Linked DNA regions of Mus musculus: region 1 is linked to region 2. The links are chromatin contacts, called in public Hi-C maps. All regions are on one chromosome and are shown on one strand. Each heading gives the region's core, a stretch centred on a gene start, on an enhancer-like site or on the middle of the called end of the contact. The rest is flanking DNA. Distances are from core to core; before and after follow the strand shown.

Evidence for each region. Hi-C and Micro-C count contacts between places; a contact is called where the count stands out from the background.
Region 1: a Hi-C map of liver shows a contact between it and region 2, with 2.8 times the contacts expected there. The contact joins two enhancer-like sites. A contact is called at or near these places in 3 of 484 Hi-C or Micro-C datasets (cerebral cortex, liver and nephron progenitors), 2 of 115 datasets of contacts at active chromatin or transcription factors (embryonic stem cells and pancreatic cancer cells) and 1 of 9 other capture datasets (embryonic stem cells).

What each region holds. Positions count from the first base shown.
Region 1 is chr13:37,899,469-37,905,668 of GRCm38.p6, reverse strand. It overlaps Rreb1 (ras responsive element binding protein 1), which reads right to left. Exons shown (of 12, transcript NM_001177869.1): 5 at 5,882-6,045. Among named protein-coding and RNA genes, the nearest start is that of Rreb1, 14 kb to the right of the region's middle. Within about 2 kb of position 2,473, at least 8 of the 459 cell types and tissues checked have an H3K27ac peak or open chromatin away from gene starts, as enhancers often do. A contact at or near this core is called in liver, where this site is marked.
Region 2 is chr13:37,618,025-37,624,030 of GRCm38.p6, reverse strand. It overlaps Gm40915 (a long non-coding RNA gene), which reads left to right. Exons shown (of 4, transcript XR_873251.2): 3 at 1,013-1,182. Among named protein-coding and RNA genes, the nearest start is that of Gm40915, 6.5 kb to the left of the region's middle. Within about 2 kb of position 3,655, at least 179 of the 459 cell types and tissues checked have an H3K27ac peak or open chromatin away from gene starts, as enhancers often do. A contact at or near this core is called in liver, where this site is marked.

The DNA.
Region 1 (6,200 bases), core at 1,224-3,723, 280 kb before region 2:
CTTCCCACAGAGGAACATGGTGGCAGAGTGAACAGGTAATTTGGAGATGGGACTGGCTGAACCTTTGCATGGTTTCCTCCACACTTGAGAGCAGCAAGTCTCAGGATTCGTTACAGGGTGTCCTAAGAAACTCGATATGACTGTGGGAGAATTTCATGAGGCTCTTCCTCTTGGTGGGGATGGAGAGTGAAGAAGTGGTTGTCCTCTGTAGACAGTGGCTCACCTCTGCTCCTTTTCTGGATTAGTGCTGGCCCCTGTTCCAGATAGCCATCGGCAGGCTCCGCTCAAGCATAGGAGAGAAGCATGCTGAATCCAGAGCTCCCGTGGTCACATTTCTGTGGGGCTCAGGTTTTCTTTAAGTATAATGGGAACACATAAGCCTCTGTTCCTATCCATCAGCATCCTCAGGGTCAATGCACATCCCATCAGTTCATGGCAAGTAGGCGATGCTCTGGGATTTCCCTTTTCCCCGTTCTATGACCGTCAAGTGAGGATACATCCCTGTTTTTCAGAGTAAATAGGAAGGCTGCCTCGAGAGCACTCATCAGGCTCCAGCAACTCCTTAAGCCTAATCAATATATGCAATTCTTTATAGCTTAAAGTATGGGACACGAGGAGCAAAATGGAATTGGGTTTCCCTCTCTGCAAAGGCGATTATGGTCTGCAGGGTTTTACTTTTACAATCTTTCAAAAAAAGTAGTCATTTTATAGACATTTCATACAAGGTCTGTCCCCATCTCCTCTTTCAAGAGACTACCCATAAGAGTTTAGTACGCTAGCTCACTGTGTCTATTTCACTAACATAACAGTCATACAGAGAAGGGACTGAGTGAGCAGCCTTTGAAACTAGGATAACCAAGACCTTCATAAAACAGCGAGTGGCCAAAGGAGAGAAGTGCTCCACTAAAGGCACCCATTCCTTCACGGCTCGGCCACTGAGGGCTTCTGGAACAGCTTTTGCAAGTGCCAGAGCTTGATGCCCTTTCCCCTACATTCGCCTCACCTGGAGGGTGTGTTCTGGCTTGCTTTCCCAAGTTTGATTTGGAAGGCATGCACTGTTTAATCCAAATTTTCAACATGAGAGCATCTGATAAAGCATTTGGGAAAGCCAGAAGCTGGAGCCATAGTGAGGGTTCTGTAAATTATTTTCCGTACTTGACGGGAGACTCTTATTCTCCTCACAAACCAAGCTATAGGTTTGGAATAGGGTAGTTCTAGGGAGCTGGGGAGAAGATCTAGCTGATAACTGCTTGCTGGACAAGAATAGGAGCTGAGTTTGGATCCCCAGCATCCACAGACAGAGCCGAGTCTGGCAGCGCACACTGGCAGGTCCAGTACTGAGGAGGAAGAGACAGGCAGGTCCCTGGAGCTCGCTGGCTGGGCCAGATAGCCTAGTTGGATCGGTGAGCTCCAGGTTCCTGGAGACCTGTGTCAAAAAGTAAGGTAAAGAGCAAGTCAGGTCCTGAAGAAGGTACCAGACAATTTCAGGCCTCCACCAGCTTATGTAAAAATCCATAAGAATATAAGCACCACACACACACACACACACACACACACATTTTCCAACCTAAACAGCATGAGCACTTACAGGATAGGAACAACATATGATAATACTTTATTCAAAAACTCTTTTCCCTCTGGCGTGGTGACACACACCTTTAATCCCAGCACTTGGGAGGCAGAGGCAGGCGGATTTCTGAGTTCGAGGCCAGCCTGGTCTACAGAGTGAGTTCCAGGACAGCCAGGGCTATACACAGACACCCTGTCTCAAAAAACCAACCAACCAAACAAACAAAAAAACAAAACAAAAAAATCCCTCTTTTCCCTAAGCTTTCTCATAATTTCTTTACTCTATCTACCTTTAGTTTTAAGATAGCATACTATGTTGGGCGTCCTGTTATGCATACGTAGTATTAGTACCTGGGAGGTGCCAGGAAGATGGCATGAGCCCTAGAGTCCTGGACAGCATACTGGATAGTCAATGAGTAACTGACCCACACACATCCATACACAAAACAAACCATGTCAATTTACTCAGTGTAATCAAAGTCTAAGAAATACAGGCTCTATGGTTGCTGCGAAGCAACTGTCGATGTGACTACCCATAACAGTTTAGTATTTAGTATGCTAGCTCACTGTGTTTATTTTACTAATGTAACAATCATACAGAGAAGGGACTGAGCAGCCTTAAAATCAAGGTTAACCAACACATTCCAAAATAGCTAGTGACCAAGGAAGAGAGAAGTATTCCATTGAAGGCACCTGGATAGCTGCTAAGAATACCCTGAACTCTGGATCCTTAGAGTTTGTGTTGTGAGATTTGTCAACCTCCCACCCCCACCCCAGGTGTTAGCAAAAAGGAAAAAAAAAAAAAAAAAAAAAAAAAAACTGGAATGGAGCCTAGACCCCTCTCACAGGCAACTGCCGGGAGGTCAGAGTTCACCTGCAAGGCCAATGTATTCATGGAGGCACATCACACACACAGCCTTCAGAGCAGGAGGGGAAGGCAGTGTCCTCAGTGACACTGTATCCTTCTCTCTCTTCCTCGGAGAAACGGAATGCTACATGGAACAGTCTGCTAAGTCCATGTAATGACAACAGCAACTGAAATACAGAAAACCATTCCAGGAGAAATGCAGGACAGCACTCTGGTCTCAAATACAGCTTCTCAGTTGACTGCTTTCCTCTAACCATGTTTATCATAAGAACCTCGGTATCACCCCTGTTCTAAATCCCTCACACATCCCAGCGCAGTTGTGGCTCCTGATCAATGTAGCTCGGATCTGTGCTTACGAGAGGTCCCAGCTCACCACCAAAGTCTCAGATCCTGGAATAGATCGACCCATGCAAATACATCTAACTCCACTCTGACACATTTTTGTGAATATTTTCACATTTTTCCCCCAAAATACAGCTCTGCCAACAAATGAAGGTGGTAATGACTTTGTGATTGATTAGCAAAAGTCAAATATTCTTTTAACCCAGCATTTACAAGTTTTGGCAGGAAAGACAAAATAAATGTAGCATTATGACCTTAAATCAGTCATAGGGAGAAATCTGGGAAGACATATTTGTGGGCTAAAACAGCATATTCCTAAATAACCAATACATTAAAGAAGAAATCATGAGATAAATTAGAAAATACATGGAGGTAAATGGCAAAAAAATATAGTATACAAAACTTATGGATCCACCTGACATGGTGGCACACACCTTTAATCCTAGGCAGAGACAGTCAGATCTCTGTGAGTTCAAGACCAGCCTGCCCTACACAGTTCTAGACAACAAGAATCCCCTCTTCACTCCTCCAGCCCCAAAGTATGGAAATGCAGTTATTACTGCCTGTATTCAAAATATCTTCAAGTCTACAATCTAATCCCATACTTGACAACACCTGAAAAAGGAAGAAGAGAGCCTGGAGCGAGAGGAAGGGTGAAATGATGCTTAGGCCCAAACTGTGGAAATAGAAAAAAAAATAAAGAGGAAAACGTCAGTAGAACTAGAACAAAGCCCTCTCTACAGTAAATCCCATAATTAGGGCTAGAGAGATGGCTCTGGGTTCAGAGAGCTTGCTGCCCTTGCAGGACTCCAGGTCCAGTTCTCAGCATCCATACACTGGCTCACGGGGCCTGTGACTACAATTACACGGGGATCCAAACTCCTCCTGGCCTCCACAAACATGGTACACATAAAACTCATGCCGTACACACACTCACCAACACATGAAGTAACAAATAAAAGCACAAACAATAACAAAAAATGAAAACAGTGTAGTTATTAAAGTTTTGGACCTCACAAGTTAAAATCATTAAAAGGGAAGCCTGTGTGGCAAATACTTTGACTAGTGAGATGAAATGGCCAGAATTCTTCAAGAATGTAGCCAATAGGAAATCTAAGAGGTTGGCTGCTAATCTGAAAAAAAAACTGCAAAAAAAAAAAGAGAAAAACTCAGGTGTGGTCACTAATGAACTTATAAAAAAACCAAACCAAACCAAACCAATCAACCAAAGTACCCACCACCATCAGCAACAACAAAAATCAACTTGCCAGAGTATTTTCCAAAAGAGAAAAGAATGTTCCACAGTTCATTTTCTGATAGTAAGTCTGACATGAAAAGCACACAGCGTAAGAAAACTACACACTGGCATCTATTATGATCACAGCCCTAACCATTTATCAAAATACCAGTCAACCAAGCCTGTCACCATTAGAAATGCTTGTATCCAAGAGGCTCATTCGACCTATAGCACAGGACAGGATTGAATGACAGAAAACAACGACAGAAAACAAGCACAGAGATCATTAACAAAATCTAACGTCCCTGATAAAAACCATAGCAGATGTGGAATAGTTAGGAACTTCCTTCAGCAGGTAAATTTCATTTAAGATATCAGACCCACAACAAGCAGCAGGGGTAGGGCTTCAAGGTGAATGCTTTCTTCCTATGATCAGAACAAGACAATAATGTCGACACACTTTACTTCCATTTAGAACTATACTCCTGGTGCACCTCAAGAGATAACCCAGGAAATTAGTGACGCCTAGAATGGAAAGAAGAACGGAGCCATCTCTACAGTAAATCCCATAATCTTGGGAACAGAAAATCTTAAGGAATCTACTAAATAATAAATAACTCTGAGGGTGAAGAAGGAAGCCTAGAAAGGGTGCAGGAAACAGTTGTTAAGGTGACAGTGACAGTGCTGGCATGGGGCTCAGCGATGGACCGAGTCCCTAGGGTTTCATTCCTAGCTATGAAGAGAAACAACCAGAAGGTAGAAACACATGCAAGGGTCCTCGTCGTGCTTTGATACCCAATGGCAACAGAGGTGGAAGTATAGCAGGACACTTTACACTATTGAGGTCTGTACTACACAAGTAAATACCTACACACATAACATAAAATAAATAAAATTATAATATACGGAGGCCTTTCATGAAGCATACCTCACTTCTGGACGCTTAGACAAGAGATTCGCCAGTGGTAAATGATTGCAGCCTTACTTAGACACCCAATAACAGTAGGTACTATTTACTGAGTGCTTACCATGGGCTGGGAACTATTTGCTAAATTCATACTTTCCAATCCTCATCCTAAACCGACTAAGTGGACTGGATTCAGAAATTTACAAACACCTGAGGAGACCTGGATTCTGCTGTGTCACTGACCATGAGAATGTGACAATCTGAGTCTCTTCTTCATCCCCAAAATGTTCTTAAGACGTTTGTGTTTGAAAGAGAGCGAGAGAACATTTAAAAGCTGTTTCTGCTCTGATTGAAACCCATGCTACCTCCATAACACATATCCCATGGCTTCTCTTCTCGGCGTAAACCTGCCTCTATTTCCTGTCTCACTCCTGAGAGCGCATCATTCCCGGAAGTCACCTCCTGTCACTTATTAGATGTTCTTACACCCTGCTTTATCTCCTTTCTAAAGCTTCAGAACCAGGCCACTTAACTATCAAAGGCTCCAGAATTCCCCACTCCGCAAAGAAAAATCTGTGGCAGATCTGGTAGGCATATGGGGACATGTTTACACTGAAAAGTTGTATCTGTGATGCTGCCTTGTCCTAAGGGTGCTTTGTTGTAACGAGCTGCCCACCTCTACCTCTCTAACAAAGGAAAACTCGTAGTGGCACAGGGGAAAGAAATAAGATTGTTCCACCCCAAAGAACTCAAGGGCCAAGGTTTAGCCTAGGCAATGCCTCTGATACCCTGAGATGGTGCGAGTAAGTGAATACAATCATCTCAGATTTTTCTCTATGGGAAATAGAAAAAACAAACAAACAAACAAACACTCAACAAAAACCCTCTGAAGCTTTTAGGCAAGTCTACTAATGGCTCAATGGTGCAGTCAGCCACCCAAGCAAGGAACAACACCCACCTGTGCATGTTCCCATTGGTGGTGAAAGACTGGCCACACACTGTACACTTGTAAGGCCTCTCGCCAGAGTGCACCAGCATGTGACGATCCAGGGAGCTGGCCGAGCTCAGCGACTTCCCACAGATACTGCATGCGTGGTCAGCTCCTCCCGTGTCTGTGTTGTGCTGCAGAAGCAATCGGGACAACGGTCACTGAGAAGATGGCACTGGGAATACAGATCTGGAGATCTGTGAGAAAAAACAGTGAAGTTTCTCCATCTCCCAACCCCCGACCCCCACCCTCCAGGTTTCTTTTCCAGTGTCTTCGAAAGAGCCAAAGG
Region 2 (6,006 bases), core at 2,406-4,905:
CTTTCAAGTGTTGGGATCAAGGCCTGTGCCACCAGGCTCAGCTCCTCCCATCGTGATGGGAGTTAAACATTTATTAACCCTTTACTTGATAATCTTACAATGTGTTTAACATGTGGTGGGAGCATTCCACTGTACATGAGAAGTGTGCCAGGCAGCCTCAGTTTCCTTCTGCGTCCATCGCAGTCCCTTCTCTCCTTCTGCAGGCAACAGCGACTCCAATGCTTCTTCCTAAGGCAGCCCCTACACAGATATGTTTATGTGCCCTCTCTTACATCCAGGAGCAGGCATTTGGAGTCGCTTCTCGCTCCTCGCTCAGGTCTGTCTGCTTTGGGGTCTGCTATGATCTGAAAAGACTCCATGGTGTGTTCTCGCTGCAGTGAGCTATTCTGCCATGATGGGCTGAAACTCTGAGCCCAAGTCCATCTTCCCTACCAAGTTTCAGTCAGTTATTGTCACAGCAATGTCACCACAATTAATACAGCCAAAAAGAGAGAGTTTCAGCGTTCAGGGGATATCTGGATTCAGAATTGCAGGTAAGAGATTAGATCTGCAATATTTAGCCCGTGCCAGGCCCTGGGTGGGCATCCTTTTACACCTTTGTTTATTTAGCTTCAGAATATAAAAATATGGGGCTAGAAAGACGGCTCAGTGTCTCTTTTTCCAAAGGACCCGAGTTCAATTCTCAGCACTCACATGGCAGCTCACAATGGTCTGTAACTTCAGTTCCACCCTCACACCAATGAACATAAAATAACGCTAAGTAAACTATTAAAAATATATAAATATACTCTAGCTGTGCAGAAGTTGGTTAAGTTGTTTAGACTTTGGGTTTGGCTAATTTGTGTGTGTGTGTGTGTGTGTGTGTGTGTGTGTGTGTTTTGCAACTTTTTGTTTCAAAATAAATAAAAGAGTAACAATGTTTAAAACAAATAAAAGTACTTTAAAAGTTTTCTTTTTGTTACTAGTTTTTATGTGTTTATGTAAGTGTGTATTTGTATGTGTATGTGTTCAGGTACCCTTGGAACCCAAGAAAAGGAGTGAGATTCCCTAGAGCTGGTGTTACAAGCACTCTGAGTCACCTGGCATCAATACTGGGAACAGAGCTAGGGTTCCCTAGAAGAGCCACAAATACTTCTAACCACGGAGCCATCTCTCCAGTCACCTGACAGAAGTCAGCACATGGTAAGACAGACTAACAAATGTGCTAGTCTGGGTCTCTCTTCCTCTTCCTTAAGAGCCACACATACCATCCTAGGATTCCTACTCCCACCTGCCCTAACAGCCTCCTGGAGTCCCCACCTCTGCACCATGAGCGTGTGAAACTGGAGGTTAACTTTCCAGTCTATGATGCTTGAAGGACTACATTCAACCCTAGTATGTCTGAGTCCCACACAATAGAAAGGAAGTGTTTGACTGGTGAGTCAATATGACCGGGTAGATGACCCAGACATGACATTTTGTTAAGGACCTGTAGCTGTCCTAGGAGTGGAGAGGCTGCCAACCACGAAGAGCCTTGAAGTCCAAGGCTTTAACACCCCAGGGCGGCTCCACCCACATTGTCCGTGTTAGTTGATGGCATGAATTAGCTGGTGGTTTGTTACATTTAATTAGAAAGTAGATGCTAGAAACTGGTCTCTCTGTCTCTCTCTCTCTCTCTGTGTGTGTGTTTCTGTGTGTATATTTCTCTGTGTGCATCTCTGTGTGTATATCTCTGTGTGTCTATGTGTGTGCATCTCTCTATATGTGTTGATTTCTGTGTGTCTCTCTGTAGTGTCTGTGTATCTATCTATGTATGTGTGTGTGATTATCTCTCTCTGTGTGTGTCTGTGAATGTCTGTATCTCTATGTGTGGTTATCTGTGTATGTCTGCGTGTATTTTTATGTGTGTATCTATCTGTGTGTGCATGTGTGGTGTATGTGTGTCTATCAGTGTGGTGTGTGTGTCTGTGTGTATATGTATCTATCTCTCTGTCTCTGTGGTGTGTGTATATCTGTGAATGTCTGATCATTCCTACACCTTGAATGTTGTCCTGTCCAGGGGATAATAATCTTTCTCTAGTGTGCACTGCCTCAAGAGGACACTGTGGCTATGCTAAACTCTAAGCCTAACCAGGCTTCAAGTAGAAAAAGAAGTCTTGAGCCTGTCTCTCTCTCTTCATGTGACAGTGAGGAGAGCTGGCTCTGTCTGGCTCTGTGAGTGATTTTTTGGCTTGAGGCCACCATAGTTATATCTGCCCTGGTCCAGGGTCTCCTTCAGGTAGCTGCTATCTGCTATCTCTAGTCATCATGGTTCAGGTTTATCATCCTGTTTTATGTGATGGAAGAGGGAGTGTGAGAGGACCTAACAAGAGGATGGGCCTGTGTAGCCCAAGGAAGAGAACTGTTTGTGACCTGGTATGCCATCAAAGCATGGCTGGCTCATAAAGTCTAAGTCTGAGTGACTCAAGCTTATTGCCTATTATATTTAGATGCCCAGAATGGTACCCTGTCACTCCTGTCCTCACACAGCAGCTGCGTGCTGGCCTTGGGCTACGTCTTTCTCATGTAGTGTCCTGGCTGACTTAGCAGGAGTATGCTGGCTAGAGTACTTTCACAAAGCGTGCCCACCGTGCACTATCTGCAAAGTATCAGCCTGCACTGTCAAAAGATCACACTTTGATGCTCTGAGGTCAGCCTGGTGACTTTGAAACCGTCCCATCCAATACCACTCCAGCTTTGCTGATGGTCAAACCGGTTCCCATCACCCATCACCATCTTTTTTTGTTTTTTGGTTTTTTTTTGGTTTTTCGAGACAGGGTTTCTCTGTATAGCCCTGGCTGTCCTGGAACTAACTTTGTAGACCAGGCTGGCCTGGAACTCAGAAATCCGCCTGCCTCTGCCTCCCAAGTGCTGGGATTAAAGGCGTGCGCCACCACGCCCGGCTCACCCATCACCATGTTGACCATTCTGGAAGTTTCTATGTACGAACAGGAAACATATAATCCAGGTGGAAGAGAGGGAGGGGCCACAGTTCCAGGAGCTCAGTTTTCTTCCTGTTTCCTGATTTTGGATGAGTTACCAAAAGCCAGTGGAAGGCATCTGCAACTCTTTTTAATGATATAGAAACCAGGCTAGGCCCTGCCACCTCTATAGCACATGGTGACCTACTGTGGTCAAATGTGGAATATTGCAGAAAGAGCTCAGGGCTTGGTCCATCTAGTCCCAAACCAGTGCAGACTCAGCAGAAGCGAGTAGGAGATTAGAACTGGAGTGACCTGGGTTTGCTGGCGGCGGGGTGGGGGTAGGGAGAGGAAAGGGTAAATTTTCGAATTTTCTAAGATGCTGGGTCAGCTCCCAGCCTATCTGGGATGTAGCCTGCAGAGAAGGCTGGGTGATGAAGGAGGCCATCTGGCTGTCAGGCTAGTATAGACATGGGGTGACCTTGGGTCTGTCTGCTTGTCAGCCTGGAGGAAAAGGAGGGGGAAGAGGAGGAGGAAGAGGAAGAAGAGGGGAAGGCCAAAGAGCCATTGGCCAATGAGGGCTATGTGTGTGAAAAGGGACTTTGGGGTTGGATTTGTCTGTCACGAAGGCAGGGCTCCCTTTGTTCTGTGCTGTGCAGATCCAAGGTGAGCAGCCAGCCGGCCTCACTCCTCCTGTGGGTGTATTTTAAGCTCTCAGAGCGCTGGTACTCTGTACCCTTGTGGACTTACTGTCTGCGTGGGAGCCTGGGCTCCTCTTGCTTCCCCACAAGGCAAGGTCACTCCAGGCTGGTGGTTTGTGCAATCCTGAAGTTTGACTGTGGGACAAAAGTCACAAGTCCTCTAGTAGCTCTCATGATACCTGCTCTGAAAAGTCCCTAGCTGGTGGAGACTGGTGCCATCCTGTCCAGTCCTCAGCTGTCAGCTCAGTGTGGGGGGGGACACACACAGGACTGTCTGTCATCCGGCCAGGCTGTGGCCACAGCTGTGGTACTGGAGGGCTCCTGAGGTGGGAACCTGTACAGGGTGGCACAAAGCACGAAGCATCGGCTCAGACCTCCTGGCAGGAGCCTGTGAGTCTCTCTGCTCACTTGCATAACACTTCCTGTGTGTGTTTCCTCAGTCTCAGCAACGGTCAGGTCAGCAAGTGACCTTTAAAACCACTGAGAAGCCGCCACTTTCGGAGGCCAGGCTGTCACAGAGCCACCCCTTCCTGCCACCCTTCTTCCTGCTAGGGCAGCTGCACACTAGAGGGCCGATGAAAGAAAAAAACAAAACAAAACAAAACAAAACAAAACAAAACAAAACAAAACAAAACAAAACTTAAAGTTTTAGGCCAAACATGGTGATCCTAACCTGAAATCCTGGCATCAGGGGACAGGGAGGAAGAGAAGGAGGAGGAGGAGAAGAAGGAGGAGGAGGAGGAAGAGGAGGAGGAGGAAGAGGAAGAGGAGGAAGAGGAAGAGGAAGAGGGGGAAGAAGAGGAGGAGGAAGAGGAGGAGGAGGAAGAGGAGGAGGCATTTGAAGCCAGCCTAGGCCACAGAGGAAGCTGTCTTTAAAAAAAGCAGTATTTGTGTGTGTGTGTATGTGTGTGTGTGTGTGTGCACGTGCGTGTGTGTGTGTGTTGTGTGTGTATGTGTTGTGTGAGTATGTGAATGAGCGAATGTATGTTGTATGTATATGTGAGTGTGCATGAGTGAGTGTATGTTGTGTGTGTGTGACACTCTCTATCCATTCATCCATCAGCAGGTACCTAGGCTGACTGCATCTATAGTTCAGCTCCCTTGAATTGTGCATTTGTGTGATTGCACACGTGAAAGTCAGAGGACAACCCCAGGTGTCCTGTCACACCTACACCTCAAGAGTTGCTTACCTTGATTTTTTTGTTTTTGTTTTAGGTTTTGTTGTTGTTGTGTTTATTTGTTTTTGTGTTTTAACACGGGGTCTTGCTATGGAGCTTTGGCTGGCTTGGAACTTGCTGTATGAAGCAGGCTGGTCTAGAATTCAGAGATCTGCCTGCAGGTGCTTCCCAAGTGCTGGGGTTACAGGCGTAAACCAGTATGCCTGGCTGCTTCCCTTGTGTTTAGATATAAGCTCTTCCCTGGATCCAGGGTCTCCCTGACTCTACTGATCAGAATGGCCGGCCAGTGAGCTGCAGGCTACACCCCTCTCCTTGTGCAATGCACTGGAATCACAGGTGCATAGAGTAATACCCGTTTTATTTTTATTTTTAAGGTTTCTTTTTTTTACTTTCGAGTGTCTCTCTTGTGTCTCTCATAGTGTCCACAGATGCCAGAAGGCAGCCTTGGATCCACTGAAGCCGGAGTTACAGGCGGTAGTGAGGCCTCTGGCGTGGGTTTTGGGAACTGAACTCAGGTCCTCTGGAAGAGCAGCAGGCTCTCTAACCTCAGAGCCCTTTCTTCAGGCCCCATGCTCAGCTTTGATTTGATGTGGGTGCTGGGGATCAAATCTGGGTCTTCATGCTTAGGAGGAAACGGTTTACCGTCCGAACCATCGGCCTAGGCCCATGTGCATTTTATTTTTATTTGCTCATTTTTAATCTTTTAAAATCACATTTATTCATTCATTGCATGTGTGTATATGACTCGTGCATGTGAGAAGGACAGAGGGCAACCTGTAGGGACCAGTTCTCACCTTCTACTATGTGGGCACCCGGACCGGGAATCGAACTCGTGTTCTCAGGCTTGCCTGCAAAGCCTTTCTACCCACTAAGCTGTATCAAGCACCCCACTCACTCACTTTTGAATTTCACTTTCCCCTCTCTATTTTAAAATTCATTATATTATTGTTCACTTTAAAATTTTACATACATTTGAGCCTTATTTTTTTTTCTATTCCAAGAAAATTATTTTTATTTATTTAGAACCTACTGAGCATTTGGCTGCCAACTGGACAATTTCAATTTCCACGACTTCTATGCTATTATTTAATATTTTATTCTGCATCATTTTAAAATTTTACTTTATTGTAGTGTGTTTACATGAAAATAATGGTAACTTTTAAAAAATGTATCTTATATTTCATCCCA